Regions from separate parts of the Mus musculus genome. Here regions 2, 3, 4, 5 and 6 are each linked to region 1. Evidence: chromatin contacts called from public Hi-C, HiChIP or PLAC-seq and promoter capture Hi-C data. All regions are on one chromosome and are shown on one strand. The core of a region is the stretch at or near the end of the contact, and the rest is flanking DNA. Distances in the headings are between cores, read along the strand shown. Region 1 holds the start of Hip1 (huntingtin interacting protein 1). Region 2 holds the start of Dtx2 (deltex 2, E3 ubiquitin ligase). Region 3 holds the start of Tbl2 (transducin (beta)-like 2). Region 4 holds the start of Ywhag (tyrosine 3-monooxygenase/tryptophan 5-monooxygenase activation protein, gamma polypeptide). Region 5 holds the start of Fzd9 (frizzled class receptor 9). Region 6 overlaps Srrm3 (serine/arginine repetitive matrix 3).

What was found. Promoter capture Hi-C pulls out the DNA fragments that hold promoters and counts their contacts. Hi-C and Micro-C count contacts between places; a contact is called where the count stands out from the background. HiChIP or PLAC-seq counts read pairs in DNA pulled down with a chosen protein or histone mark.
Region 2: an HNF4G HiChIP or PLAC-seq map of pancreatic cancer cells shows a contact between it and region 1. The contact joins the promoter of Dtx2 here to the promoter of Hip1 in region 1. A contact is called at or near these places in 2 of 115 datasets of contacts at active chromatin or transcription factors (bone marrow-derived macrophages and pancreatic cancer cells).
Region 3: a FOXA1 HiChIP or PLAC-seq map of pancreatic cancer cells shows a contact between it and region 1. The contact joins the promoter of Tbl2 here to the promoter of Hip1 in region 1. A contact is called at or near these places in 1 of 484 Hi-C or Micro-C datasets (muscle stem cells), 2 of 115 datasets of contacts at active chromatin or transcription factors (memory CD8 T cells and pancreatic cancer cells) and 1 of 9 other capture datasets (adipose tissue).
Region 4: an H3K4me3 HiChIP or PLAC-seq map of bone marrow-derived macrophages shows a contact between it and region 1, with 3 times the contacts expected there. The contact joins the promoter of Ywhag here to the promoter of Hip1 in region 1. A contact is called at or near these places in 1 of 39 promoter capture datasets (neural stem cells) and 3 of 115 datasets of contacts at active chromatin or transcription factors (bone marrow-derived macrophages, effector CD8 T cells and memory CD8 T cells).
Region 5: a Hi-C map of muscle stem cells shows a contact between it and region 1, with 3 times the contacts expected there. The contact joins the promoter of Fzd9 here to the promoter of Hip1 in region 1. A contact is called at or near these places in 1 of 39 promoter capture datasets (hippocampal neurons), 1 of 484 Hi-C or Micro-C datasets (muscle stem cells) and 1 of 9 other capture datasets (liver).
Region 6: a promoter capture Hi-C map of the SN4741 cell line shows a contact between it and region 1, with 2.5 times the contacts expected there. The contact joins the enhancer-like site here to the promoter of Hip1 in region 1. A contact is called at or near these places in 12 of 39 promoter capture datasets (the C10 cell line, the HPC-7 cell line, the SN4741 cell line and 6 more), 1 of 15 datasets of contacts at CTCF or cohesin (large pre-B cells), 7 of 484 Hi-C or Micro-C datasets (the 63-12 cell line, the G1E-ER4 cell line, adipose-derived mesenchymal stem cells and 4 more), 4 of 115 datasets of contacts at active chromatin or transcription factors (bone marrow-derived macrophages and embryonic stem cells) and 1 of 9 other capture datasets (embryonic stem cells).

The regions. Positions count from the first base shown.
Region 1 is chr5:135,542,590-135,547,078 of GRCm38.p6, reverse strand. It overlaps Hip1 (huntingtin interacting protein 1), which reads left to right and starts at 1,957. Exons shown (of 31, transcript NM_146001.2): 1 at 1,957-2,142. The coding sequence starts at 2,023.
Region 2 is chr5:135,993,039-135,997,527 of GRCm38.p6, reverse strand. It overlaps Dtx2 (deltex 2, E3 ubiquitin ligase), which reads right to left and starts at 2,728. Exons shown (of 11, transcript NM_001256096.1): 1 at 2,562-2,728; 2 at 1,076-1,238.
Region 3 is chr5:135,147,585-135,152,073 of GRCm38.p6, reverse strand. Tbl2 (transducin (beta)-like 2) reads right to left here and starts at 2,388. Exons shown (of 7, transcript NM_013763.3): 1 at 2,210-2,388. The coding sequence starts at 2,336.
Region 4 is chr5:135,932,221-135,936,709 of GRCm38.p6, reverse strand. Ywhag (tyrosine 3-monooxygenase/tryptophan 5-monooxygenase activation protein, gamma polypeptide) reads left to right here and starts at 2,069. Exons shown (of 2, transcript NM_018871.3): 1 at 2,069-2,387. The coding sequence starts at 2,301. It overlaps Gm40346 (a long non-coding RNA gene), which reads left to right and starts at 2,394. Exons shown (of 2, transcript XR_868594.2): 1 at 2,394-4,193.
Region 5 is chr5:135,248,677-135,253,165 of GRCm38.p6, reverse strand. Fzd9 (frizzled class receptor 9) reads left to right here and starts at 2,119. Exons shown (of 1, transcript NM_010246.1): 1 at 2,119-4,228. The coding sequence starts at 2,137. The coding sequence ends at 3,915.
Region 6 is chr5:135,839,045-135,843,533 of GRCm38.p6, reverse strand. It overlaps Srrm3 (serine/arginine repetitive matrix 3), which reads right to left. Exons shown (of 15, transcript NM_021403.3): 3 at 3,080-3,181. Among named protein-coding and RNA genes, the nearest start is that of Srrm3, 23 kb to the right of the region's middle. Within about 2 kb of position 2,168, at least 7 of the 459 cell types and tissues checked have an H3K27ac peak or open chromatin away from gene starts, as enhancers often do. A contact at or near this core is called in the SN4741 cell line, where this site is marked.

The sequences.
Region 1 (4,489 bases), core at 708-3,207:
AGCAAGGGTGTGTGTGCACATCGCCACAGTCGGGACCCTAGGCCAGCTGGTTTGTGTGGCCCGCCTAGAAATTCCAGCCTCTGAAGTGGGAGACAGAGACTCTTCAGAGCCAACAGGCTAGTGTGGCTAGCCATATCAACAAACCCTGAGTTCCATGAGACCCTAAGTCAATGCGAGATTCAAGAGTGATGATGACCCCTGACATCGGCCTCAGATCTCCATGTGCACAGGTGCACGAATGTGCTTGCACACGGTGCGACACACCTGCAAACCGCATCTCTTTCAGTGTGGGAGGCTGGGGGGAGGGTGTCTGTGGGTAGTCTGTATACAGGTATATGCCTGTAATCCTAGCATTCAAGAGGCTGAGGCAGGATTTCTGGGAGTTCAAAGCCAATCTCAACTTTTTAGTGAAATATTATCTTTGTGCATGTAGGTGTGCATGTGTGTGCAGTACTGGCTGTCCTGGAACTCACTCTATAGACAAGGCTGGCCTTGAACTCAGAGATCCATCTGCCTCTGCCTCTTGAGTGCTGAGACTAAGGCTGTGGACCATCACCACCCGTCTTGAAACACTGTTTTTAAAGAGCATCCCTGGTGTGACCACTCAGTGGGTAGGTTGCTACACTAAGCCTATCACTCAAGTCAGATCCTGGGGTCCACACGGTAGAGAACAGAATCTAATTTGCTTTCTGACCTCCACAGAGTGCTGCCGTATGAACACAGTCCCACACATACACACAGGTACAAAATGTGTGTAAAACGTTAAAGGAAAGTCAAGCCTAGAGGCCCACGCCTATAATCCTAACAGTTGAATGGAAGAGGCAAGAGGCTCAGGGATTCAAGGGACTCAGCGACATAGTGAGTTTGATATTGTCATTAATTAAAACATTGCCTAGTACAAGTGAGACTTGTACTGGCTTCTATTGCAGAGCTAGATGGATAGCACCATCAAATTGCTTAATGCTTAACGGTGCCACTAGTTCTGTTAGTGAAGAACCTGTAACTTTTTTCTTTGCTGAGGAGCACTTCCCAGTCTGTAGGTGCTCCCAGAACAGGATGGGAGGAGTGGACCCTACCATAGTTGAACAAAGAGCATCTGTTGGGGTTTCTACCGAGATAAGGTGAGAACGAAGCAAAGTTTGGAAAGCTCTGGGGAGATCCTCGCAATCACAGGCCAGTATTTGGGGACCCTCCAGAACGGTCCTCCAGAACGGGCAGAAAGGAATGCACGAGGAGGGGACTTCGAGGACCACTAAGGCCGCCATCGCGGGTCCACACTGACGCAGAGTTCCCCAGCAAGCCGGTGAAGCATGGTGTGCAGCCATGCTTCCCTTGATCTGCCTTTCCATCCCCTCGGGAACTCGTGGCGCCGGCTGGACCGCAGGTCCTACTGCTCAGAAACCCGCAGCAGAGAAGGGCCCAGGAGGTGGCGCTTCGAAGTAGGGTGGAGTCAGCAAGGGCTGGTCTGTGGCAGCCAGGCCCCACCCACTAGCATGACGGACAAGCCTTCAGAGCAATCATAGTGCTTTTATGGTCCTGGGGGGTGGGAACAAAGGAAGAGTGACGGATGTAGGGTGGAGCCAACAAGAAAAGGTTAGGGCAGCCCATCAAGCCAGCCTGTTGACAGATAAGTCTTCAGACCAATGACAGTGCATGTAGAGGCCTGGAAGGCGGTGCATCGATTATGGGGCGGAGCCTAGGGGGCAGGTTAGGACAGCAGCCCACCAGGTCCTGCCCACTAATGATAATGGACAAACCTTCAGACCAGTCATAGTATGCGGACCGCCCTGAGGCGGGCAGCGGGTGAAGTGAGCGGAGCGCCTCCGAAGTGGGAAGAGGGGTGTGGGGAAAAGCCTCTTGGAAACATGGGGTGGGTTCTGAGGGAGATGGACAGCGCTGTCAACCAATGGAAGACGGAATCTGTCCCCGTTAGCGCCGGATCCCCGCGGGTAGGGAGGGGCGGGAGGCTCCGCGGGGATCCCGGGGCGGCCGAGGGCCCCTGACTCTGTTCACCCAGACAACATGGACCGAATGGCCAGCTCCATGAAGCAGGTATCCAACCCGCTGCCCAAAGTGTTGAGCCGCCGCGGAGTTGGTGCTGGGATGGAGGCTGCGGAGCGCGAGAGCTTCGAGCGGACTCAGGTGAGATTCGAGAACCCTGGGGCATCCCTGGGGCACTTGGAGTGATGCAGGGTGCAAGAGAGGCTTGGAAGGGAGTGGGACTTGCAGACTCGGGAAGGAATTAGGCAAGGTGGCTGCGATCGGAATCATTTTGGGGTAGGGAACTAGGCGGGTCCCAGGGAGGTTCGGGATCTACCTGGGCATCTCCACTGGCATAGGGGTCGGGGTGCACTCTGGGGAACTGCAGATTCCTGCGGCTGAGGGGACGGTCTCAGTGAGCACCATCAGGGGTCACAAGGGAGGCTAAAGGGAGTTGAAAGGGGACTGACGGAAGGGTGCTCCTGGATAGGGGAAGCACTTGGAAGTCGCTTGGTTTTTGCCAAGTGTGGGAACGCCAAGGTGGGGGTGTGAAGGGTGGCTCTGGTCGCCTTACTTTAGTATTGACTCTCCCTACACTTCCCAGCATCTCGCTCAACGGTGCCTCTAACTTGGCTCTCAGCAGCCCCAGCTGTTGGCCTCAGAGGCTGGGCCAAAGGGGTCTGAGTGATGGGAAGGACCGTAAGAAATGTGAAGTGTGGTCCAACTTGTAAAATGGCCCGGGGGTTTGGAGGAACGGGGACGCGCAGCCTGGGGTAGGAATTGAGGCGCTTGGATTGTCAGAGCTTTGCGTGCCGGCATAAGCTGTCCAGTGATACTCAGACTCCTGATTTGAGGTTTTGCTTTCACCCTCCAAAATATGCCTGACAGCTAATAAGCAGACCGCCTGCCTTATTTGTCTGGTCTGACCAGGGCAGATGGCCAAAATTCCACCGCAGTTATCAACAAAAAGCCACTATCCAGTTTTACCTCAGGCTTTTATGCATGCTGTATTGATCGGACTGAATCAAGTTGTGAGGCTCGGGGTGTGTAGTCATCAGTTCATCTGTATGTAAAATCTGTTTCTGAGAGTACAACTCCTCGGATCCCACTGCGGATGCCGGGCCGGTAGATTTCTTCTACTCTGGCTCTCCGAGTTCTACTTTGAAGATCTGAGTTGACTTCAGCCAGAGGCAGGTCCCCTGTCGTGTTCTGTGAGTAGGAAAGATGGAAGAGATAGGGAGGGCCTGTGTGTTCTATAAATGGACCTTGCTCGGAAGAAAGCCTTTTCACCCCAGGGGACTTTACACCACCTCTTGTTTCTGAGACCCCTGGGTCCACTTCTTGTGTCTGAGGGGGGAAATGGGGTAGTTGTACCCCGGGAGGGGAAAGAGAGACCACCGTCCACTTACCTCTCAATGTCTATAGAGTTTGGAGCTTTTTAAATTTCTCAGATCTTTTGAACCTTGGGCGTTGTTGCCAAAAAAAAGAAAAAAAGAAAAAAAAGTTTTCATATCCCCCCCCAACCTCTTTTATTTTTAAACTGAAAGAAGAAAATAAACTGGAGCTATTTTATAGCATCCGACTTAAAACTGAGGCAATAAGTTAGACATAAAAGTTTGAGCTTACGGCCAGCGGAGGTGGCTAAGGGGTAAAGGCTCCTGCCAACCAGTCTGGCCACCTGAGTTTCATCCCAGGAAGGGAACCAACTTGTCCAAGTTGTCTGCTGACCTCCATACTCAAGCCGTGCCATGAATACCCCTCCATATACATACACCCAAAATCACTTTTAAAATGTTTTTTTTTTTTTTTTTTTTTTTTTTTTTTTAGTTTGAACTTAATACAGAGTGATAGAATTGAGGCACTTGAATGTTTCCAGCCATAAGTAACATTTTTCCTAGTTGCCCAACAGGAAGACTGGTAGGCAGTGTCTAGTTTTACCTTCTGTAGAACACTTGTTATGAGCCGTGTGTATGTGTGTGTGTGTGTGTGTGTGTGTGTGTGTGTGTGTGTGTGTGAGAGAGAGAGAGAGAGAGAGAGAGAGCACTGAGATATTCTATAGCAGAGCTTTTCAGTTGTGGAAGTCTCCCCCCAGCCCCCTTTTTTTCTTTTTGGTTTTTCAAGACAGGGTTTTTCTAAGTAACAGTCCTGGCTGTCCTGGAGCTCACTTTATAGACCGGGCTGGCCTCAGACTCACAGAGGTCCTCCTGCCTCCTGAGTGCTGAGTTTTTTGTTTGTTTTGTTGTTGATGTTGTTTTTAATTTGTTTGTTTTGTCGCTGTTGTTCTGTTTTATTTGAGTGAGAATCTTATTATGTTGCTCAGGCTGGCCTGGAACTCAGCTGTGTAGACCAGGCTGGCCCTCAAACTTTCATTGGGAGACAGAGGCAGGAGGATCCTTGCAAGGCAGTGTGGTCTAAGTAGCAGTTCCAGGCGAACTGTGGCTATACATATTGAGACTCTATCTCAATCAGAATTTCAATAACCCAAAAATTAAAACAAACAAACAAACAA
Region 2 (4,489 bases), core at 1,479-3,978, 450 kb before region 1:
GTGAACTGGCTACATACCCAGGCTAACCTCAAACTTGCAGTTCTGCCTAAGTCTCCCAAGTGTGGGATGGCAGGCATCCATCACCTTACTAGGCATATTTTCTTTTAATTTATTATTATAGTGTGAGTATGGACTTGTGTTTGAAACGGAAGGGTGAAGAAGCTGGGGGAGGGGGGATGGCTTTCAGGAATCCCGTCTCTCCTTCCACTATGAGATCCAGGGACAGAACTCAGGTGGTCAGGTTTGTGCAGCCAGGAAATAAAGTGTTATTTCTTTTTTAAAAAATTAAATAGAATTGGGAGGGGCCAGTCAGATGGCTTGGCAGGTAAAGGCACTTACTGCCAATCCTGATCACCTGACTTAGATCTCCAGAACTCACCTGGTGGAGGGAAGTGACTCCTGCAAAGTGCCCTGTCACCTCCACACATGCGCACACAACAAATGCATGTTTCGTTTTTTTTAAGTAATAATAAAAAATAAATGTTCTGAAGTGCTGGGGCTTGAACTCAGGTCTTGTATGCTGGCTAAGCACTTTGCCAAAGCTGCTCCCAGCCCATAAAGGATGTCTAAGGTAGGATGGCGCATCCTCTGAGACTGGTTAGACAGAGGCTGTGCTGGCAAGGGGCCACGTGAATTTATTTGCAACATCTGGCAATCAACAATCCACTCCTGGGCCTCATCTCACTCCTGGAACCCCAGAATCCCACCGTCCATAAAGCGTGTGTGTGTGTGTGTGTGTGTGTGCACAGATGCATGGGTGTTCCCGCAGGCTAGGGGACAGCCTGGATTGCAGTTCCTCAGGTGCTATCAACCTTGCTCACTCACCAAATACGTGGCTGGCTGGCTGACTAGCAAACCCCAGGGATTCACCTGTCTCCTCCCTAGCATTAAAAGTGCAGGTACATGCCACCATGCCAGGCTTTTTACCTTGGTTCTGGAGAGCAAATCTGGACCCTCCTGCTCGCCAGGCAAGCACTGTATGGACTGAGCCATCTCCCTTCAGGGTCCACACCCACCTTCTCCTTGGAACACCAGATTTCAAAAGCTGCAAGGTTAACTTCCCCGCGGCTCTCACCTCCTCTTCACTGAAGAGCTGGCACCAAACTGTCCCTTCTTGATGAAAGCACCAGATCCTCAGAAGCAATAACTTGTCTGAGCTCCCATCTTGATAGGAACAGCAAACAAGAACCCGGCAAATCTGAGGCCTTGCTGACTCAGCCACACCGATTCCGAGGTACCTTTGCCAAAAAGATGATTAAGTCTTCAGTGAAGAATCGGCAAGAGAAAATGAGCGCACAGATGTTGGGTCCCGTGTGCTGTGGCTGGCAACTGGAAATTACCAGGCTTATTTTCCAACAGCTTGGGCAGGGAGCAGAAGCTAGGGACAGTCTTTCTCAGCCCACTCAATTAAACCCTTTCTCAGAAAAGTCTGCGTGAGGACTTCAGAAACCGGTCCCACGGATGGTCCATGAAGGAAATCAACACACCAGAGAGGATAAAAATTTGACCAAAGTCACACAGAAAATAAGCAAAGAGACTTGACACCTTGACCAACTGAAGTCAATCCTGATTCTCGTGGCTACTGGGAACTCTACATCACAGAACTGTTACTTTTGGGTTGTTGGGGGTTTTTTTGTTTTGTTTTGTTTTAAGCAGGGGCCACAGTATATAGCTTAGGGCTGGACTGGAACTCCTGAGTCTCCAGCTTCTGCCTCACAAGTGCTGAAATTACAGTCATAAATCACCACACCTGGCTAGCACTCTTTTGGGGAGTGAGAGGGATGTAATATAGTATCTTGTGATGAAGCACAGGCAAGCTTTAGCTACCCGCAAACCTTTGTCTCCCAAATACTGGGATTATAAATGTGCAACACATTGCTGGGCTCTCTAGAATTTTAAAGGGGCTAAGACGGCACGGAGAAAAGAGAGTTCATTAAAGGTCTTGCCTGTGAACACATTCCCATTCATGCCACTGTGGAGGCAAAGCTAACGCGGGCAACCCTGCAGCTGTGTGAGGGATAGGATGAAAAGCGGAGCTTCAAAACAGAGACACCCCAAAGTGCCCCAGAGACCCAGTCTGACACAGACCGAGAATGGAAAGGCAAACGCCTCCAAAGTCCAACTCTCTCAGACAGTGGTGGATCCCTATCGCCTGGATGTAACGCCCCCACACACACACAAACGCTCCAGGACTGAAACTGACCCCTCAGGGAGCCAGGGTAGCAATAGCCTCACTGCTCTTCCAGGTCCTGTAGGACTCAAACTGCCAGGGATGCGACCCCTGTCTCTGCAAAAAATAGGGCTCTTACCACACCCAGCCCAGTCCCCAACGCTCAGAGCGTCCCAACTGCGACTTCCCGCCTCCAGGACCCTGGTACCGAGGTGCCCAGGGCTCCCAACGCCCCCAGGACTCACCCATCCCGCCGGCACGGCCCTCCCTCCTCGCACGACCGCCCCCTTCCGGTCTCAGCTTGGCTCAATAGCCCCCTCTCCTCAACCCACCCACCCACCCTCGGGACCCCAGGCTGGGCGCCAGCAGGTGGCCCGCCCGTCCCGCTCACCGAGTCTGAGGGAAGCAGAAGGAACAGGTTGAGAGGACCGCCGACCTCCGGGCTCAGCTCCGGCTCGGCCTGGGAAGAACCCTCGAGTATGTCTCCGACTCCGAGCCGGAGGCAGCCGGAGTGAAACTCGGCGTCGCAGCCTCCAAGCACCGCGCTGCGCATGTCCACCTCACGCAGTGCCTTCTGGGAAATGTAGTTCTGATGAAGCTGAGTGGGCTGAACCAAAGCACACCAGCAGATATAAATGTACCCAGCCTTCTCTTTCTCCTACTGACTTACTCCCTCGCTAATCACTGATGCATTTGATTTTTAATAATTTTTATATTTCTTTTTATTATGTGTGTATATTCTGGAGGGGGGTGTACTTACAGAGGTCAAAGAACAACTTTAGGAGTCCGTTCTCCGTGTCCACCTTCACGTGGGTTCCACGGATCGAACTCAAGGTGTCAGGCTTGTCAGCAAATGCCTTTACCCTCTGAGCCCTATCGCCAACCCTGATTTTTCCTTTTGTGGTGTTGAGGATCAAAGTTAATGCAAGCACAGTAGACAAGTGTTCTACTACTAATTAATCCCCAGCTATAAGAGTCCACTTGTAGGGGTGGAAGGGGTCCAGGATCTCATGTACCTCGGAGTGGCTTTGAATTTGTGATGTAAGCCTAGGCTGCTCTTAAACTCTTGAACCTCCTGCCTCTGCTTCCTAATTGCTGAGCTTACAAGCACAGTCTTTAAAAACATAGATTTAAAATTTTTAAATAAGAAAAGAATCTATTAAAAAATGTTAAGCCGGGCGTGGTGGCGCATGCCTTTAATCCCAGCACTCAGGAGGCAGAGGCAGGCAGATTTCTGAGTTCGAGGCCAGCCTGGTCTACAAAGTGAGTTCCAGGACAGCCAGGGCTACACAGAGAAACCCTGTCTCGAAAAACAAACAAACAAACAAAAAACAAAAAACAAAAAAAAAAGTTAAACCTTGGCTTAAGTTGGCCTGGCTCAGTGGTAGAGCACTTATCTATCGAGTAGGCAGAAGACCCTGGATTTGCAAAAGAAGTCCTTAAAATTCCACTTCACAGAGCCTGTTCCATTCCCAGAACCTGCTCCCGGCTCACCAAGCAGAAAAGATGAACACAGCTAGAGAAGTCAAGGAGGCCTGGCCTCAGCAGTGTCACTGAGGAGCAGGGGTGCTTGCTACTGTTTTGCTTGGAAAGGCAGAATTGTGTTGCTTCCTGCCTCTGCTAATTGGTCTCCATCTGACACTGCAGAGGGACAGTCTGATAAGACACAGCTGCTTTGCTCATTATTTCTGATGAATGGATGGCACCTGGCATTTCCTAGTGCCGATGGTAGCCACCAAGGACCCACGTATAATCTATACAGCCAGAAAGATCTTAATGACTTCACAGCCCAAAGAAAACGTGTCTGTCCCCAAAAGCTCTACATAAGTCCCTCCTAGTGGAAGTAGGGGGATTTTTTGTTTATTTGTTTTGGAGACAGGGTGTCTTAGCACCTGGCTTCAGAGATGGCCTGCAACTACTAATCCCCCTGTCTCACCTTCTGAGATTGCAGGTGTGTACTGTTGTTCCCAGCTATAGAGGAGGACCAGGCAGGGGGAGCGGGGGGGGGGGGGGGGGGGGTTACCCAGGGCTTCCTGCACACTAAGCAAGCTCTCTGCTGACTCAGGCATATCCCCAGCCCTCCTAGCCTTAAATGGACTCCTGTCTGCTGATTTCCATTTTGCATCCATGAACTTACAAATAAGGACTCCTATTTTTTATTATTCTCATTTTTTTTTTTTTGTACAGGGATGGGTCATGCCACAGCATTCATATAGATGACAGAGAATGTGTCCTTCAGGTCTCTGCTTCTACCACGTGAGTCCTGGGATCAAACCTAAGGCATGAGACTCGGTGACAAGTGTCTCCACCTGCTGAGCA
Region 3 (4,489 bases), core at 1,139-3,638, 400 kb after region 1:
CATGCTAAGGAAGAACACATGTTCTACATCCCCAGCCCTCATGAGTGTGGTCTTACAGAGGCTATTTTCTGAGTGTGTATAGCATCTCTCTGAACTGAGACAGCTGGGTGGGTTCATGGCTTAGCCTGTGTAGTGTGAATTCTAGTCAGGCATCCCCAAGTAGGGGAATGATATGCACAAGGGGATCTGAAGATCTGGTCTTGGGTAAGTTATTTAACTGCTTTAAATCTTGATTCCTCAAAGAGATATTGAGACCAGGCTTGGTGATGTATGCTGCCTATAAATAATTCTAGCACTCAGCAGGTGGAGACAGGAAGACTGGGAGAGGAGGTTGTTCAGAGTCAGGCTTGACTACATAGTGAGTTCAAGGCCCCACCTGGATCTCTCTCTCTCTCACACATGCACAAAAGAGAGAAAGGGGGGCGGGGGCTGGAGAGATGGCTCAGTGGTTAAGAGCACTGACTGTTCTTCCAGAGGTCTTGAGTTCAAATCCCAGCAACCACATGGTGGCTCAAAACTATCTGTAATGGGATCTGATGCCCTCTTCTGGTGTGTCTGAAGACAGCTACAGTGAACTCATATGCAGGAAAAAAAATTTTTAAAAGAGAGAAAGCAGAGCAGTGGTGGCATATGCCTTTAACCCTAGCACTTGGGAAGTGGGTGGGTCTTTGACAGCCAGGGCTATATATAGAAAACCTGTCTCAAAAAAAAAAAAAATAGTTAATTAAAATGAAAGCATATCTTGGAGAACTAGGTTTACACACCAAGCTGACACGTGTTAGGTAGCAGTAGATGCTCCCTAATTCTTACAGGAATTAAAACTTATTATTGAACTTGCTCATGGTGACCTTCAGCGTTAAACCAGATGCTGGACTGCTATTCTTTCAGCACTGGGATAAAATGCAGTGCCTCCGGTATCACAGGCAAGAGTTCTAACCCTGAGCTCTGTTCCTGACCCCTCACTAGGGGAATCCTAGGCAGGCGGTCTATGGCCGCACCATGTCCAAGCAGCCTCCAAGTGTTTCTGGAATCCCTTGTCTTCTTGAGTTTTGCTGCTGATAGAACTGTCTTTCTTGCAGGGCGATGGTGGCGCACGCCTTTAATCCCAGCACTTGGGAGGCAGAGGCAGGTGGATTTCTGAGTTCGAGGCCAGCCTGGTCTACAAAGTGAGTTTCAGGACAGCCAGGGCTACACAGAGAAACCCTGTCTCGAAAAACCAAAAAACCAAAACCAAAACAAAAACAAACAAACAAAAAAACCCAACAACAACAACAACAACAAAAAAAAAAAACCCTGTCCCGAAAAAACAAAACAAACAAAAGAACCTTCTTTCTTCCTTGGCCTCCCAGGCAAAATCCTACACTGGCATCCCTGAACAACTCACATCACAGATTTGGGGGTGTAGATCCGTGGAACAGCACTTGCTTGAGCCTCTGGGTTTCACCTACCCAGCACCTCACAAGGCTAGGTATGGGGAGCACACACACACTTGTATACTCCAATGCTCCCGAGACTGAGGCAGTAATAACCAGAGCTCAAGGCCAGTTTGGACAACATTGTGAAACCATGTCTCAGAAACTCACAATGGGTTCCCTACCCTCTCTGAAGAGTTCCCGGAATCCCCAACTTTTATTCCCTAAAAAATAAATAAATAAAAGCAGCAAGACCATTCATACTCTCGATCCTTTTATAGTATTAACTCCTTTGTGAAATTTAATACAATGTCTATTTCGCTTGCCTTTTCAGATGCTTACAATTTAGATCTACAGTGTAGACCACACTTTTACAAGCTTCTCGGTTACTGAACGTATTAAAAAGACCTCGAAGCTAGGTATAGGTAACAGGAGTTCAGAAAACGTTCCTGCCGGTCAGAGTTGGCTGAAGAGTATTTTCAAATGACCCCCATTTTCTAAGAACACGAACACATAGCAAACCTGGGGTCTGACTGAGCTTTCGTAGCAGCTCCGGGGACATAGGTGGTGGTGGTGGTGGGAGGTGTCCCAGGAAAAGTCACCGACCACGTAGCAGCGCAGCTCCCAGGTTCCAAAGAATCTTGTCCCTGGGGTGCACCTGCAACCCGAAACCTACACGGGAAAGTTCATCTCACAACCAGGGAAACTGAGGTCCGTGACTCTCCACGCTCCTCGTACCACGCGGCGGCCGGGAGCAAAGTCCCCAGAGTCACCGCCACCCGACCCGGTATACTTACAGACGGGCTGGCTGGGCTTCTCCTCGGCCCGCAGCCAGCCCCGCGCCACAGCCGCCGTGGCCACCAAGGCCAGCAGACCCACCAGGAGGGACAACCCCATCAGCTCCGGCATCTGCGGCAGCTCCATGACTGCGGGACAGCTGCCACCTCAGCCTACGACGCCGGCGTCCTCACGTCTCGGCGCACGAGGGGGCGGGGGAGGACAGTTGGCGCGCCTCGAGGGGCGGGGCTGGCCAGCGTTGGCCTCTTTGGGGCGTGGCTTGGTCCCAAGCGCACCTCGGAAGGCGGGACCTAGTCGTTACGATGCCCTATGGGAAGCGACCTGGCCGTTGGAGCGCTCTGCAGGGCGGAGGTTGGCCTCTTGAGCGCCTTGAGGGCGGGGCCTGGCCGTTAGCGGGCGCTGTGAGGCGGGGCCTGGCAGTTGGAACTCTATAAGGGCGGAGCCTGGGACGTGCGCGCCTCGAGGGGCGGGCCAGAAGGTTCCGTTCCCTGTGGGGCAGGGCCTGTCCGTTGGCGCGCTTGGAGGGACTGGGGACAGTTGCAAGTACTGTGGAGCGGCGATTGGCCTTTGGGGCGTCGTGAGGAGCCAATCTTGACGGTTTTCGTCTTTTGGGGTGGAAGAACTGGTAGTCTGAGTGTTAGGAGGAGCAAGACCTGGCCGTTGACACGACCTGAGGGGCGGGACTTAGCTGCTCGTGCTGGAGGCGGAACCTCGCGCGTTTGAGTGCTCACGTGCTCTGAGAGGTGGGGCCTGGATTTTTGAATCCCCCTTGGGGCCGGGTCTTCCGTCTGAGTTTATGAGGGGCGGGGCTTAGCTTTTGACCTGAAGAGGCAAGGCCTGGCTATTGGACTGGTTTTTGAGGGGCGGGGCCCAACGGTGAACAGCTTTGATTGAAGCTGTCTGCAAGAAGTTTTTCGGTAGCGGACTCAGACGGTCCAGCTCTCACCTCATCTTGATCGTTTATTAGAAGTTTTATTGCAGCATCGCCAAACTGGATCCTTCCAAGGGGCAGGGCAGAGGTTCTTATTCCCATTTGACCCGTGCTTTCGCTGCTGGGGAAGAGAGATGCCCTGTCCGTTGGTATGGGACAGCCTCGCAAAGCCCAAAGCGAGGGTGTCGTGGAGAGGTTGTGAATATTAGAAAAAGAAACGGCTAGAAAGGTCGGAAAGAACTGGAGATCCTAGAACACTGGTTTCATCAGACCACGCTAGTTATCATAGGAAGGCCCGGAGCAAAATCCATGGAGTATTTTGAACAAAGACTGAAGGTAGAAAGCAAACCAGGGAGATCACTTATTAATTCTGTACAAGAACGTGGGTTCGATTCCCCAGCGATGCGGAGAGAAACAACAAAACCAAAACTTACAATCATGTTGTGGCTAGGGATGTAACTCCATTGGAAGAGTATTTGACTAGCTTGCAGAAAGCTGAGTTCCTTCAGCAACCCATAAACCCGGTGTAGTAGTAATAGCCTATAATTCCACACTTGGGAGTAGGAGGCAGGAAGATCAGAAATTCAAGGTTTTCTTAGAATACATTTCGAGTTCCAGGGCAAGCTGAGCTATGTGAGACGCACAACAACAACTACAAAATAAACTGGAAGTTGCTGCAAAAATCCTCCAGGGAGGTGATAAGTACCTAGATTTGGGGGTGGCCTGAAGAGAGAAAGGGATGTCGAAAAAGATATAATTACGTTTTGGCCATGCTAGAGATTGAATCTTGGACAATCATTATGCTAAGCAGCTGCTCTACAATGGAGGCTATTATCTAGTCCCTGAAAAGGTTGTGAGTATGTATGTGTTTTACACCAATTGTGGGGGCATATTCCTTTAATCCCGGCACTTGGGAAGCAGAGACAGGTGGATTGCTTTTGAATCTGTGGCCAGTCTGGTGTACTCAAGCATACTCCAGGCCAGAGAAAGCTACACAGTGAGACTTCCAAAAGAAAATGTGTTTTCATATGTACATATATATGTGTGTATGTCATACATGAGTGTGAGTTTACATGTGTTCAGATGTGTGTGCGTGTGCACACGCACTCGAGAGCACATGTATGGAGGCCAGATATTGATGTCTGTTGGTTTTCCAGATGGCTCTCCACCTTATATGGTGAGTATTGGGGCAGGGTATCTTGCTAAATCAGTATTGTACAATTTCAGCTATTCTGATTAACCAATTTCTCCTACTCTCCCTCATGCAGGCTGACATGACATACCCACCCAGTGTTTAGGATGGTTTCTGATACCCAAACTCCAATCTACATACAAAGTAAATGCTTTA
Region 4 (4,489 bases), core at 820-3,319, 390 kb before region 1:
AGGCTTGTGTCACACACCTGGCTTCAAGATTTATTTTTATTTATGTGTTTGTTACATTTGTGTGCCCAATGAGGCTGGAAAAGGCTATCAGATTCTCCAGAGCTAGAATCACAGGCAGTTATAAGCCAGTAGACTGGGTGCTAGGGACCGAACTTGGGGCTCTCTGGGGGATCAGCCAGCAAGATTAACCACGGAGCCACTTCTTGAGCCTTTCATCTTTTCCCATTCATTCATTCATTCATTCATCTTTGAGATGCTGTCTGGGCTGGAATTACCAGCAATCTGGCTGCCTCTGCCTTCCTGATGCTGGGATTAAAGACCAATCCTGATTGTTGAGTGTAAAACAAATTAATAAAAAAGAAAGGAAAGGATATGAGTGGTCCTAAGGTACGGCTAAGGAGAGAGTTTATTACAGGTAAAAAAGGGGCAAGGTGGCAGCGCATGCCTTTAATCCCAGCACTTGGGAGGCAGAGGCAGGCAGATTTCTGGGTTCGAGGCCAACCTGGTCTACAGAGTGAGTTCCAGGACAGCCATGGCTACACAGAGAAACCCTGTCTCGGGGAAAAAAAAAAAAGATATAAAAGAGGCATAGCCAGACGCAGACACATCTGGAAGAGTCCAGAGTGGTCATGACCCTGAACCATGAAGAAAGGGGAACCAGCCAGGAAGCCAAAGGTACAAAAGGAGCAAAACAAGGGGTGGGTAAACAAAAAGTCTGGATTATATAGGGAAGAGCCCCTGGGCAAAGGGCAGCCCCTCCCCCTGTGCCCCAGCTGGCCTGGAGAACCTGGAGGCCAGGTTCACTTTGGTATGTTAAAAGTTAGTCAGCTGCTTGTTGTGGGTTCAAACAGTTGTCTCCTTTTTTTTTTTTTTTTTTTTTTTTTGAGCCGAGTGCTTTGTCTGCTTTGTGTATTGTTGTGTGCTAATGTACAAAGTCATTGGAACTGGGCCGGTGCTCAACGTGTTGAATGGATGAAGCAAAACTCTACAGTCAAGGCCATTGTGTTGGTGCATGCCTATAATTCCAGAACTTCGTCTAGAGTCACCTTAAGAAGTGTAAGACCCTACTTCAAACCAAACAACTCATAAAAACACAATGAAAATAAAATACGCAGTCAAAACTATAGCGGGTGTGCGTTCAGGCAGGCGTTGGTCCAGTTCACTGGAGAGGAAGAAGGGAGTCCCCCAGGGTCAGTCTGCAGGCAGCTACACCATTTAGGGAAAATAGGCAATATACCGGGCGGATATGTGTCATTCTATGATTTCATCCAGTTAAGTCCGATGTTAAAGTGCATCACTGGAGACTGCAACCATGGTGGGTGTGTGTTAGACAGTTGTCCAAGGGTTGCATCATTCACGCGGCCATCTCTAGGACAGGTTCACCTTTTCCATCTTTTCCATGGTGGTGGTTGGGCAGTTTGGATTTACGGTGTCTGTACTTCTTCTGCCTACTTTATATTCGTGTTTTTCCCCTACCCCTCCACCATGACCAGTTACTTCAGTTTCAGAGAGTCCAGATCTAAGGCCTTGACCTTTTCTTTCCTTCCAACTGCCCAGAGGCTATGGGGCGAGGCCGTGAATCAGCACTCGCTTAGGCTAGTGTAGACTGCTTCCCCGCCAGGGGTCCCCAGCGGCTGCGGGTTAGACCCTGCCCCCCATCCGGTCCGCCTCTGCCTGCGCGCAATGCCCACTGGGAGATGTAGTCTCCACCACCCCTTTGTCCTTGGTCTGCTCTGTAATTCAGCTTGCTGCAGGTCAAACTACAATTCCCAGGAGGTCACGCGCCAGAAGCTATGCAAAAAAAAAAAAAAAAAAAAAAAAAAGGGGGGGGGAGAGGCCCCCAGGGGGCAAGGAGAGGTGGGTTTGATGAAGCTGAGGATTTACGGTAAAGTGAAGAAAGGGGCACATTAGGGAGCAGTGTAGTACTGGGGATACACTGAGAAAATCGCAAAGAGCCACCGCGAATGTTCCAGTAGAAGAGAAGCCCAGTAAATGCAGGACCGGGCGGGACCGGGCGGGGCGCGCGCATGCGCGAGTAGGCGGTGACTTTTACGTCACCCGTGTGGGCGGGACCGCAGGGGGTTGTCCGCCCGCGGCACGCATTGGAGCCGCAGCCTCCTTGCGCCGGGTCCCGCGGTCGCAGCTCGTGCCGCCTCCTTCTCCTCCTCGTCTCAGTAGCTTGCTTCGTGGGTCGGTCCCTCCGACACACGAGCTCCAAGCCGCTCCTCTCTTTTCCTGAAGCCCTTCAAGGCGGTCTTCGGTTTCCTTCTTTCCAGCCGATCCTCTTCAGCCCTGTGAAGATGGTGGACCGCGAGCAACTGGTGCAGAAAGCCCGGCTGGCCGAGCAGGCGGAGCGCTACGACGATATGGCCGCGGCCATGAAGAACGTGAGTGTCTCCTCCCCTCCCCCCTGCCTCGCCCCAGCCTCTCCCGACACCGCGTTCCTCGGCGTGGAAGGCATGCTCCAGGGGCATGTTGTCTTGTCACGACTATAGGGTCACCTCTCCATCTCACTCCTTGGAGGGGTTGGGGACGGGGGCTCATGCACCCGAGTGGTGACGCGGCCTCTTTCCCAGCCTCTCCGAGTTCGGGGCTGGGGCGGGGTCTTGCGTGGCTGGTTTCTGCTGTGGGGTGGGGGTCTCTCTGTGACCCTGAATGTCCAGAGACCTGAGTTGGGGGCCGTGCGCATCCTTTGTGCCCCACTTCCCCTCCTCCCAGTTTAGGCGTGGGGGCGGGGGGACCGCATGGATGCGGTTCCTCTTTCTCTCCCTGGTGTCTGGGCGGCGCCTTCCCCATTCACTCAGCAGGTCTCCCAGTTTGCCGCCTCCCCACTCCATCACCCCCCCCCCCAATCTTTCCCACTGACACATCCTTTAAAGACGTTTCGGGAAGAAAAAAAATGTAGGACCCCCTCTCCTAAAAGAAAAAAGAAAAAAAAACCCAGCCTCAATGATGTAAAATCGAAACCACCTTTCTCACGTTTTTTTTTTTGTTTTTTTTTTTTTTAACAAAAGGCTTCCTTTTAACCATTCCCCAAAGCAAGTCTGTTAGGAAGGGAGGGATATGTGTGTTGCTGGCATTCCCATTCATGGCCCTCTATATAGCATCTTCATTTTTCATTTTATTTATTTTCCATTTCAAAGGGTTAACTATAATGCCTTTGAATGTTAACTGACTGAGATATGCAGTTTCTCTTTTAATTGCAGGCACGAGTCTGCAGAAATTCGTTTGAGTGTAAAAAAATATTCTGTCTGATCTGATACTGCAAACAAAGCGGTGGTGGGAGGCAGTATCAAGTCATTCCAGAAGATTCTGCATTTGTCATATTGCAGAGAGCCTAGACTGGGTGGAGGCTGGGAGGATTTATTTTAAAGGGGAAAAAGTCTTTTTAAAAGAATTTTTTTTTTTTTTGTTAAATGTATCCGAGGCTTTTTTTCTTCTGACCTAATGTATCCTCGTTCTGACGAGAAGGGAATACTGTCGCATTTTTGTCTGAGATGCAAAATCCTAACTAGTTGCACCATTTTGTCAGTTACTCTCAATTTATTAATGAATTGGGGACCAGTTTGCCAGCGGGGGTGGGGGGGAGGTGCTCAATATTCCAAAATTCAGTAGAAAAATTACTATTACAGTTTTCAAAAATTAATAATTGGGTTTTCCACTCTGTTAATATCTAACTTCCTATCTTATGTAACAAAGGTTGTTAAATACATCTCTGGTGTAAAGTGGGTGCTGGAGTGCCCCCTCCCTGTTAAACCTTACAAATGAAACCCGGAGAGAGAGAGAGAGAGAGACTATTTAATTTTAAATGATTTTTTTTCTTTGTTTTTTCAAAAGGCCAGGTGCTTATCCTTTCCTAATTAAATAAGCTACAGATGTTTTTTGTTTTACAAAAAATAATTGGTTTTAAAACCAGAAATACTATTGTATTAGTGTGTTGTTACAGTTGCCTTTTTTAAATAACAGTTAAACCATTAAAGGATACAAACTGGACTCTCAGTAGGTCACTAATGCTGGAAATGTCTTCAGTTTGTGATATCTAGACTCTAATTTTCCCCTATTTCTAGTTCCACAGGAGAGCGAGTGACCTCGCACCTATATCCATAGCAACCCAGTGATGTCACACACAATGACACAGAGGCTGCAATGCACCTAAGGGCTGGTAGGGAGTTTTCAGATGGCATTTGTCCAAGGTAATGCAGAAATGAGCTGATAAGCCAGGTGGCATTGAACACTTCATCTTCTACCAGATGGGCCTTGGTCCCCAAAATGAAAATTTTATTTTCTTTTAGAAATGGGCAATGACATCTAGGCAAGCCCATTCACCTTAACACTCCCAGTAACAAAAGTTGATAGGATACTTTCAAGTTTTTAAGCATTCATCTCTCTTATTTTAAAAACCAACAATGAGGAAATGAATGGATTTGTAAGTAAAAATGTCTCTGTGGTCAGAGTGAAGAGGTAGGGTGTGCATTTAGGGTTTTCATAA
Region 5 (4,489 bases), core at 870-3,369, 290 kb after region 1:
CCTATCTGCCTAAGCCGTCTCCCCAGCCCCGAGTTTAGGATCGCGAAGCAAGACCCAACCTGGGGACTCGCAGGGGCTCAGTTTGGCGTGCAGGGCTGGCTGCATCTTCACAAAGCCTCTTCTCTCCAGTCTTTTCGGGGGGGGGGGGGCTGGGTGCATGCCAGTGACACATATGTTTTTCTTTGTCCCTGCCGAGCTGCAGCTTTCTGGGAGCCGAGAGACTAGGAAATGACCACCCCATTTTCTCACTGCGGCCATCAGCGCTGCCCTGGCTTCTTCCTGAATCCCGGCTCTAAATATAGCAGGAGGGTATTGGCCAAGCCGTGTATGTGTGTGTGTGTGTGTGTGTGTGTGTGTGTGTGTGTGTGTGTGTGTGTGTGTGTGTGTGTGTGTGTGTGTGTGTGTGTACGCGTGTGCGCGCATGTAACAGGCAACTTTTAGCAGGGAAACAATGTGCCTGCCAGTCCTGACACCGAGGAGGTGTGTGAGCCTGAGTAGTATAGCTTTCCCTTCAGACTTGTACCAGAGACTCCGGCTTTCCTGTAGGGCCACAGTAGAGGCTGAAATCATCACTGTGAAATACCTGGCTCAGGCACTTGGGAGGTGGAAGTAGGAGGGTGAGAAGTCCTTTGATACATAAGGAATGTGAGGCCAGCTTGGACAACATGAAATAGTCTGGAAAACAAACAAATGGGGAGTTTGAGAAATGGATCAGGAATTGAGATCACTGGTTGCTCCTCCAGAGGACCTAGGTTCGATTCCCAGCACCCACATGGAGGTTCACAACTCCAGTTCCAAAGCCTTCTTAGGGCCTCCAAGGGTACCAGGCACACACGTGGTGCACATACAGATAGACAAGCAAAGCACATTAATAAGAAAATTTAAAAATTTAAAGCAAAGCAAGGCAACAACAAAACAGACAAGTGGAGGAGCCGGAGAGATGGCTCAGTATAAAGGTAGTCACCCCATCCCAGTCATGATGACCCGAGTCAGGGGGCAGGTATCCCGTGATAGAAGAAGAGTACTGACTCCCCAAGTTGTCCTTGCTTGCATGCAGTTTCGTGCGTGTCACACACACACACACACACACACACACACACATGCACACACACGCACACACAGACAGACAAACGGCAGGATGTGTGTGTGTGTGATAAATATAATGAAAACAAAACAAAATCAGCTTGGGCTGGGCACGTGGCTTGTCTAGCCTGGGTTCCATCCCTAGAATGAACAGCAGAAAAAACTCATGTGGGGGGCTGGCAAGATGGCTCAGCGGGTAAGAGCACTGACTGCTCTTCCAAAGGTCCTGAGTTCAAATCCCAGCAACCACATGGTGGCTCACAACCATCCATAATAAGATCTGATGCCTTCTTCAGGAATGTCTGAAGACAGCTACAGTGAGTGTACTTACATATAATAAATTAATAAAAAAAAAACCAAAAAAACAAAAAAACAAAAAACAACCTCATGTGGTGGCAGCCCTTATGAGGCAGGAGGATCAGGAATTCAAGGTGAGCTTGAGGCCAGCCTGGGTTATATGAGACCCTGTCTCAAAAACAACAGGATCAACAAAAACACCCTTAAGGGAAGAAGAGAGGAGAGGGGGAACAAGCAACTCCCTAGCCTGGAGCTTGGAGAGCTTGGGATGGTCCCCTCCCACCTGGGAAGAAAAGGGCGCACTTGATGCGAGGGAGTACATTGGGAGGTGCGTTCCCGCGGACTGTCGAGTCTGCAAAGGAAGGGAAAGAAATGAGCAGAAGAGAAGAAAAGCTGACCCACAACGTTGCCCACACGCCTCCAGCGTGGCAGAGAGGCGCGGCACCTTTAAAGCGCGACGGGGGCGTGCCCTGAGGGACTGCCCCGCCCCTGGGCGTGTCCTCCTACTGACCACGCCCTCGGGGTGCCGAGCCGCGGCGGCTGGCGGCGGAGACCACGCCGGCTCTGGCTGGAGTGGCGGCGGCATCGGCGGCGGCGGCGACGGCGGTGGTAGCGGTTGTTCCTCCGAAGGCGCCACGCGCTCCGGGACACACGTGGGCGGCCGAGAGATGGCGCGGGAGCCGCGACGTGGCGCGCAGATCCCGGGACGCGGGATGGAGCGGTGCGAGTGAGCCCGAGCGGCCGCGCCGCGGGGCGATGGCCGTGCCACCGCTGCTCCGCGGGGCGCTGCTGCTGTGGCAGCTGCTGGCGACGGGCGGCGCGGCGCTGGAGATCGGCCGCTTCGATCCGGAGCGTGGCCGTGGCCCCGCACCGTGCCAAGCGATGGAGATCCCCATGTGCCGGGGCATTGGCTACAACCTGACCCGCATGCCCAACCTACTGGGCCACACGTCGCAGGGCGAGGCGGCGGCGCAGCTGGCCGAGTTCTCGCCCCTCGTGCAGTACGGCTGCCACAGCCACCTGCGCTTCTTCCTCTGCTCGCTCTACGCCCCAATGTGCACCGACCAGGTCTCCACTCCCATCCCAGCCTGCCGGCCCATGTGCGAGCAGGCTCGCCTGCGCTGCGCCCCCATCATGGAGCAATTCAATTTCGGCTGGCCCGACTCACTCGACTGTGCCCGGCTCCCCACGCGCAACGACCCGCACGCACTCTGTATGGAGGCACCCGAGAACGCTACAGCAGGCCCCACAGAACCCCACAAGGGCCTGGGCATGCTCCCTGTGGCACCTCGGCCCGCGAGGCCACCGGGAGATTCAGCCCCAGGTCCCGGCAGCGGTGGCACCTGCGACAACCCCGAGAAGTTCCAGTACGTGGAGAAGAGTCGCTCGTGCGCTCCGCGCTGCGGGCCAGGCGTCGAGGTGTTCTGGTCTCGGCGCGATAAGGACTTCGCGCTGGTTTGGATGGCTGTGTGGTCCGCGTTGTGTTTCTTCTCCACGGCCTTCACCGTGTTCACCTTCCTGCTGGAGCCTCACCGGTTCCAGTACCCAGAGCGCCCGATTATCTTCCTTTCTATGTGCTACAATGTCTACTCCTTGGCCTTCCTGATCAGAGCGGTGGCAGGTGCACAGAGTGTGGCATGCGACCAGGAGGCAGGGGCTCTGTATGTGATCCAGGAGGGTCTGGAAAACACAGGCTGCACCCTGGTCTTCCTGTTGCTCTATTATTTCGGGATGGCCAGCTCACTTTGGTGGGTGGTTTTGACTCTAACCTGGTTCCTGGCTGCAGGCAAAAAATGGGGCCACGAGGCCATCGAGGCTCACGGCAGCTACTTCCACATGGCAGCGTGGGGCCTGCCAGCACTCAAAACTATCGTGGTCCTGACTCTGCGCAAGGTGGCTGGCGATGAACTGACTGGGCTCTGCTATGTAGCCAGCATGGACCCGGCAGCCCTCACTGGCTTTGTGTTGGTACCCCTATCTTGCTACCTGGTACTGGGTACCAGTTTCCTCCTGACCGGTTTTGTGGCTCTCTTCCATATCCGCAAAATCATGAAGACGGGAGGCACCAATACGGAGAAGCTGGAGAAGCTGATGGTCAAAATCGGAGTCTTTTCCATCCTTTACACAGTGCCGGCCACCTGCGTCATTGTCTGCTACGTTTATGAACGCCTCAACATGGACTTCTGGCGGCTTCGGGCCACAGAGCAACCATGTACTGCTGCCACCGTGCCTGGAGGCCGGAGAGACTGCTCGCTGCCAGGGGGCTCGGTGCCCACTGTGGCTGTCTTCATGCTCAAAATCTTCATGTCCTTGGTGGTGGGCATCACCAGTGGAGTCTGGGTATGGAGTTCCAAGACTTTTCAGACTTGGCAGAGCCTGTGCTACCGAAAAATGGCAGCTGGCCGAGCCCGGGCCAAGGCCTGCCGAACCCCAGGGGGCTATGGCCGGGGTACCCACTGCCACTACAAAGCCCCCACGGTGGTCTTGCACATGACTAAGACAGACCCCTCTCTGGAGAACCCCACACACCTCTAGAACATAGGCTAGGCTGTGAGTTATGGTTGCTCCCTCCTTGCCCTCCCCTCCCCCCTTCAGAGACAGCTGACTAACAGCTGCCCAGCTGTCAAGGTCAGACAAGTGAGACACAGGGGGCTGAGGACTAGGGTGGGGACCCAGTAAAGCTCAGGGCCTTGACCTTCTGTCTCATGCAGGGAGTGGTCCTAGTCCACAGAGGGTCCCAGGATAAGAAGGGGCAGAAGGGGGCAGGGTCCAGTGCAGAGTTATTTAATGATGTAATTTATTGTGGCATTTCTCTGGAAGCTGTGACTGGAATAAACCCTCGTGTGGCACTGCTGTGTTCTATCTGGGCTGGAAAGAGGGAAGACAAGACAGGAGGGTGAGAAACTTCATAAGCAGAGCTGGGGGTGGGGGGCGGAGGCCATGAGATTCATCCTCTGACCCCTTGTCCAGGAGGAAGTTCCTCTGTGGGGGCATCGGTGGATTATAGGAGTCCTAGACTGCTGTGGGTGTGTGCGTGTGCGTGGTGTGTGTTTCTCTTCTCACCTGTCTCAAGTCTGAGATCTGTGCTTCTGAAGTGCAACAAGAACCT
Region 6 (4,489 bases), core at 919-3,418, 300 kb before region 1:
GTTTGTGTGTGTGTGTGTGTGTGTGTGTGTGTGTGTGTGTGTGTGTGCTGTATATGCCTGTGGGGTATGTGTACATGTCTAGGGGGGTGTTGGTGCTCAAGTGCATGGGTGCAGAGGTAGGAGGAGACAACAGCATCCTGCTCTATCACTGTTATTTTCTTGAGTCAGAGTCTCTTACTGAACCTGGAGCTAACCTGGCAGCCAGCAAGCCCCTGAGAACCACATGCCACTCACAGTGCTGAACTCCTACTTCTTGTCTCCCAAGTGCTGGTATTACAAGCATGTGCCAGCACACCCAGTCTTTAATGCCATTGTATGAACTTGGAGACTTTTGGTTCAAATCCCTTATGATGAAACGGAAGCTTTGTGTAAAAACTGGGAGAGCCACACTGTATTAGAGATCACAAGGATAACCAGCAACGACCCCGTTCTCAGGCTGGGAATGAATGTCACATGGATTAAACATACGTTTGCCTAGCATGTATGAGGCCCTGTATTCTATTCCCAGCGTGGCATACACTGAGCATGATAGTGTATACTTGCAATCCCAACACTCTGAAGGTGAAGGCAGGGGGATCACAAGTTCAAAGTCAGGCTAGAAAGATGGCTTGGTGGTTAAGAGCACTTGCTGTTCTTGCAGAGGACTGAGTTTGGCTCCTAGCATTCATGGCAAATGGCTGCAATTCCAGTTTCAGGGAATCTAATGCTCCCTTCTGGCTTCCGTGGGTATCTGCTCATGTTCATGTTCTCTCTGTCTCTGTCTCTCTCTGTGTGTCTTTGTGCCTCTGTCTCTGTCTCTCTGACTCTCTGTCTGTCTGTCTGTCTCTCTCTCTCTCGATAGGGTCTCACTATGTAGCTCTGGTTATCCTGGAACTCCCTAGGTAGACCAGACTGGTCTTGCCTGCATCTGCCTCCTGAGTGCTGAGATTAAAGATATGGGTCAAACTGGTTTTTTGTCTTTTGTTTTAAAAAGGAATAAAAGAAGTTCAAGGTTATCCTCAATTACATAGCAAACCAGGCCATCTTGGGATACATCACACACACACACACACACACACACACACACACACACACACACACACAAAATCACTGTTATCATTCTCTTTCTTTCCTTCTCTCTCTCTCTTTCTTCCTCTCTCTCTCTCTCTCTCTCTCTCTCTCTCTCTCTCTCTTCCTCTCTCTCTCTTTTGTCAGGGTTTCTCTGTGTAACAACCTTGGCTGTCCTAGAACTTGCTCCACAAACCAGGCTGATCTCAGACTCACAAAGATCCACCTGCCTCTGCCTCCCAAGTGCTGGAATTAAAGGTAGGCACCACCACCACCCTGCCTTAGAAACTATTTAAAAACATTTGCCATTTTTATTTACGTGCATGTATGTGATTGTGTGTTTGTGTATGAATGCACGACACACGTGTGCAGGATCCTGAGACCAGAAGACTTTGGATCTCCTGTAGTTGGAGTTCCAGACAGTTGTGGGCAGTGCAACAAGGAAGCTGGCAACTGACCTCTGGTCTGCAGAGCAGTTATGGCTCTTAACTGAGGAGCCATCTCGCCAGAATCTGATGTCTTTTTTTTTTTTCTTTTTTTGACCCAATGTGTTTTATTAAGGTTCACACAGGACCAAGAGAGAGTTATTTGCAGAATAACTTAACAATGGCTCATCCACTAAAGAAAATGGTTTTCCCCCATGGGTCACCAAGATGAATCAGTGGGTAAAGGCACTTGCTGCCAAGTCGGATGACGTCAGTCCAATCTGTAACCACCACACGGTAGAAGGAGAAAATTAATTCCCAGAAGTTATTTTCTGCCCTCCACATGCACACCCTGGCATGCATGTACACTAACTCACGGTCACACACGTGCACATACAATAAGTAAATAAATGTTTAAAAAAATGTTTCTTTCCTAGCAGCCACCAGCTGCTCATAGAGCCTTGGAGAGTGTTTTCTTTTGATTGAGACAGAGTCTTTTTGTATATCCCAGGTTGGTCTTGAACTCACTGTGTAGCATAACAATCTTCCTGTCTCTGAAGCTAAAATCATTGATTAGGTTTTTGTGAAACAAAAGTGGACAGAAGTCTGGAGATTCAGGAAGGTGTCTGCTGCTGAGCAGGGCCCACGGCTGAGAGAAAGGCCAGGAGTCTTACTCCAGCTTCTCTCACAGCCTCAGTGCTGACTGGGGAAGAGTTCGTCAGCGAGGTGGACACCCTCTGAATGTGTCCTGTAGGATTTGCTGAGTACATTGTCAGGCAGAGCACTGGGCTACCCTTTGCCATTTCTCCAATTCAGCCCGCTCCATTTCCTACACAGTTTTTTCTCCTGTGCTGGGGCTTGCATTTAGGACTGTAAGTACTCTAAGGCTGAGCCCCAGAGTCATGCTGGAGGGTTCAAGGCAAACACTCTACCACCAAACACCAGCACCCCCTCACTGCCCCCAGCAGTGGGGCTCTACCACTGAGCCACGCCCCCAGCCCCTCCCTGGGGGATTCTAGGCAGGGGCTCTACCACTGAGCCACACCCCAGCCCCTCACTGGGGGATTCTAGGCAGGGACTCTACCACTGAGCCACACTCCAACCCCTCACTGGGGGATTCTAGGCAGGGGCTCTACCACTGAGCCACGCCCCCAGCCTCTCCCTGGGGGATTCTAGGCAGGGGCTCTACCACTGAGCCACACCCCCAGCACATTCACATTTGGCTTTGTACAATCTAGGACACATCACATGCTTATCCTGGAGTTCATTTTACAGGTAAAAATAACCGACCCACTGACTAACTTGTAGCTTGCCTGTGGTCATACTGTCATTTGGTTGCAATATTGGGAGTCTGAACATTTCTGAAGTCCCCTGCCTTGTAGCCCATAGACAGGAACCAGGTGGGCAGCAAATGGCCCTCAGGGATCCTCAGTTGTGCACACCCTGTACTCCAGGCCAGGCCAGAGCTTCCAGGGGGCAGAGTTCATGAAATCTCCTTTACTTAGCCTATCTTCTAATGGTGCATTGGGACAAGCCCTCCCCTTCGTCCCCATCCAGTTGCAGTGTGAGATGCACCCTCCCTTACTGTCACTCAGGCAAATGCTCACATGTGGGCCCCAGGCCGGTCCTCCCGGGTCAGTACGCCTTCCTTCTCCATCAGCATCTGCCGGAAGGTCCCGACCTTCTGCCGGATCTCCTCCTCTGAGTACCTGTGGGGAGGAGGGAGCATAAGGATTTCACGGCCACCTCAGGTCTCTCCTCAGGGCACTTCGCCTGCTCTCCAGCCCTCGCACACTCCAGTGGCGTCTACTTTTCGTAGGTTTTTATTCTATCTCAATGAACCCTCTCCTTCCCCCTCCCTTCCCGCTCCCCCCACGCCTCTCTGCCCCCTCCTCTTCTCCCCTCCCCAAGCCTCTCCACCCACCTTCTGCTTTCATTCAGTACTCTCCTTTCCCTTCCTTCCCCTCCCTTTCTTCCTCCCTCCCCTCCTTCTTCTCTCTCTTTATTTAATTTATAACTACACTGTCACTGTCCTCAGACACACCAGAAGAGGGCATCAGATCTCATTGTGGACAGTTGTGAGCTACCATGTGGTTGCTGGGAATTGAACTTAGGACCTCTGCAAGAGCAGTCAGTGCTTGTAACCACTGAGCCATCTCTCCAGCCCCCGCCCCTTCTCTTCTTAATTCTGTTTATTATTAAGCTCATCGTACAAACTGTAAAAAGTTTTAATTCTTACTTGATGGATACACGTTTTGTCTGTATGTTTATCTGTGGACCACATGTGTGCCTGGTACCCAAGGAAGCCAGAACAAAGCAAGAGATCTCCTGTAACTGGAGTCACAGATAACCACAACCACAGTGAGTGATGACTGAGCCACAGTGTGAGTGCTGAGAATCGAATCTGGGTCATCCGGAAGAACAGATGATGGTGCTCTTAACCACTGAGCCATCTCTCCAAACTCCTTCTTTTTTAAACAGAGTCTTGCTACGTAGCCCAGGCTAGCCTGTAATTCATTTGTAATGCAGGTCTCTACCTTTTAGTACTCCTGCCCAGGGTCTCAGTGCTGGACTCAAGGCTGCCACTCACGACTGTGCACTCACAATTCATGCCTGATGTGTCTGTGGCTGTTAGTGAGTGGGTCTTGGGTCATGACCTCCAGGGTTTTCATTCTTTAGAATGGGAGATAAAGTGAGAGAATAGAAATGGGGGAGGGGAGTGGGTGGGCAGGGGAGTGGGGGTGGGTGGATATGGGGGACTTTTGGTATAGCATTGGAAATGAAAATGAGCTAAATACCTAATAAAAAATGGAAAAAAAAGAAATGGGGGAGGGGGAGAGTAGGGGAGGCGGGAGGGGTCTTCTCTTGCTTTGCCTTCTGCTCAGGACCCACTACCTATTCCTACAGCAGGCACAGCCTTCAACCACTCAGCCTGTCCATGGAAACGGTATACCTGTCCCTCTCTTGTTTCTTATTGATCTTTTCCCCAATGAACACTTTATAGAAGATTAATTTAG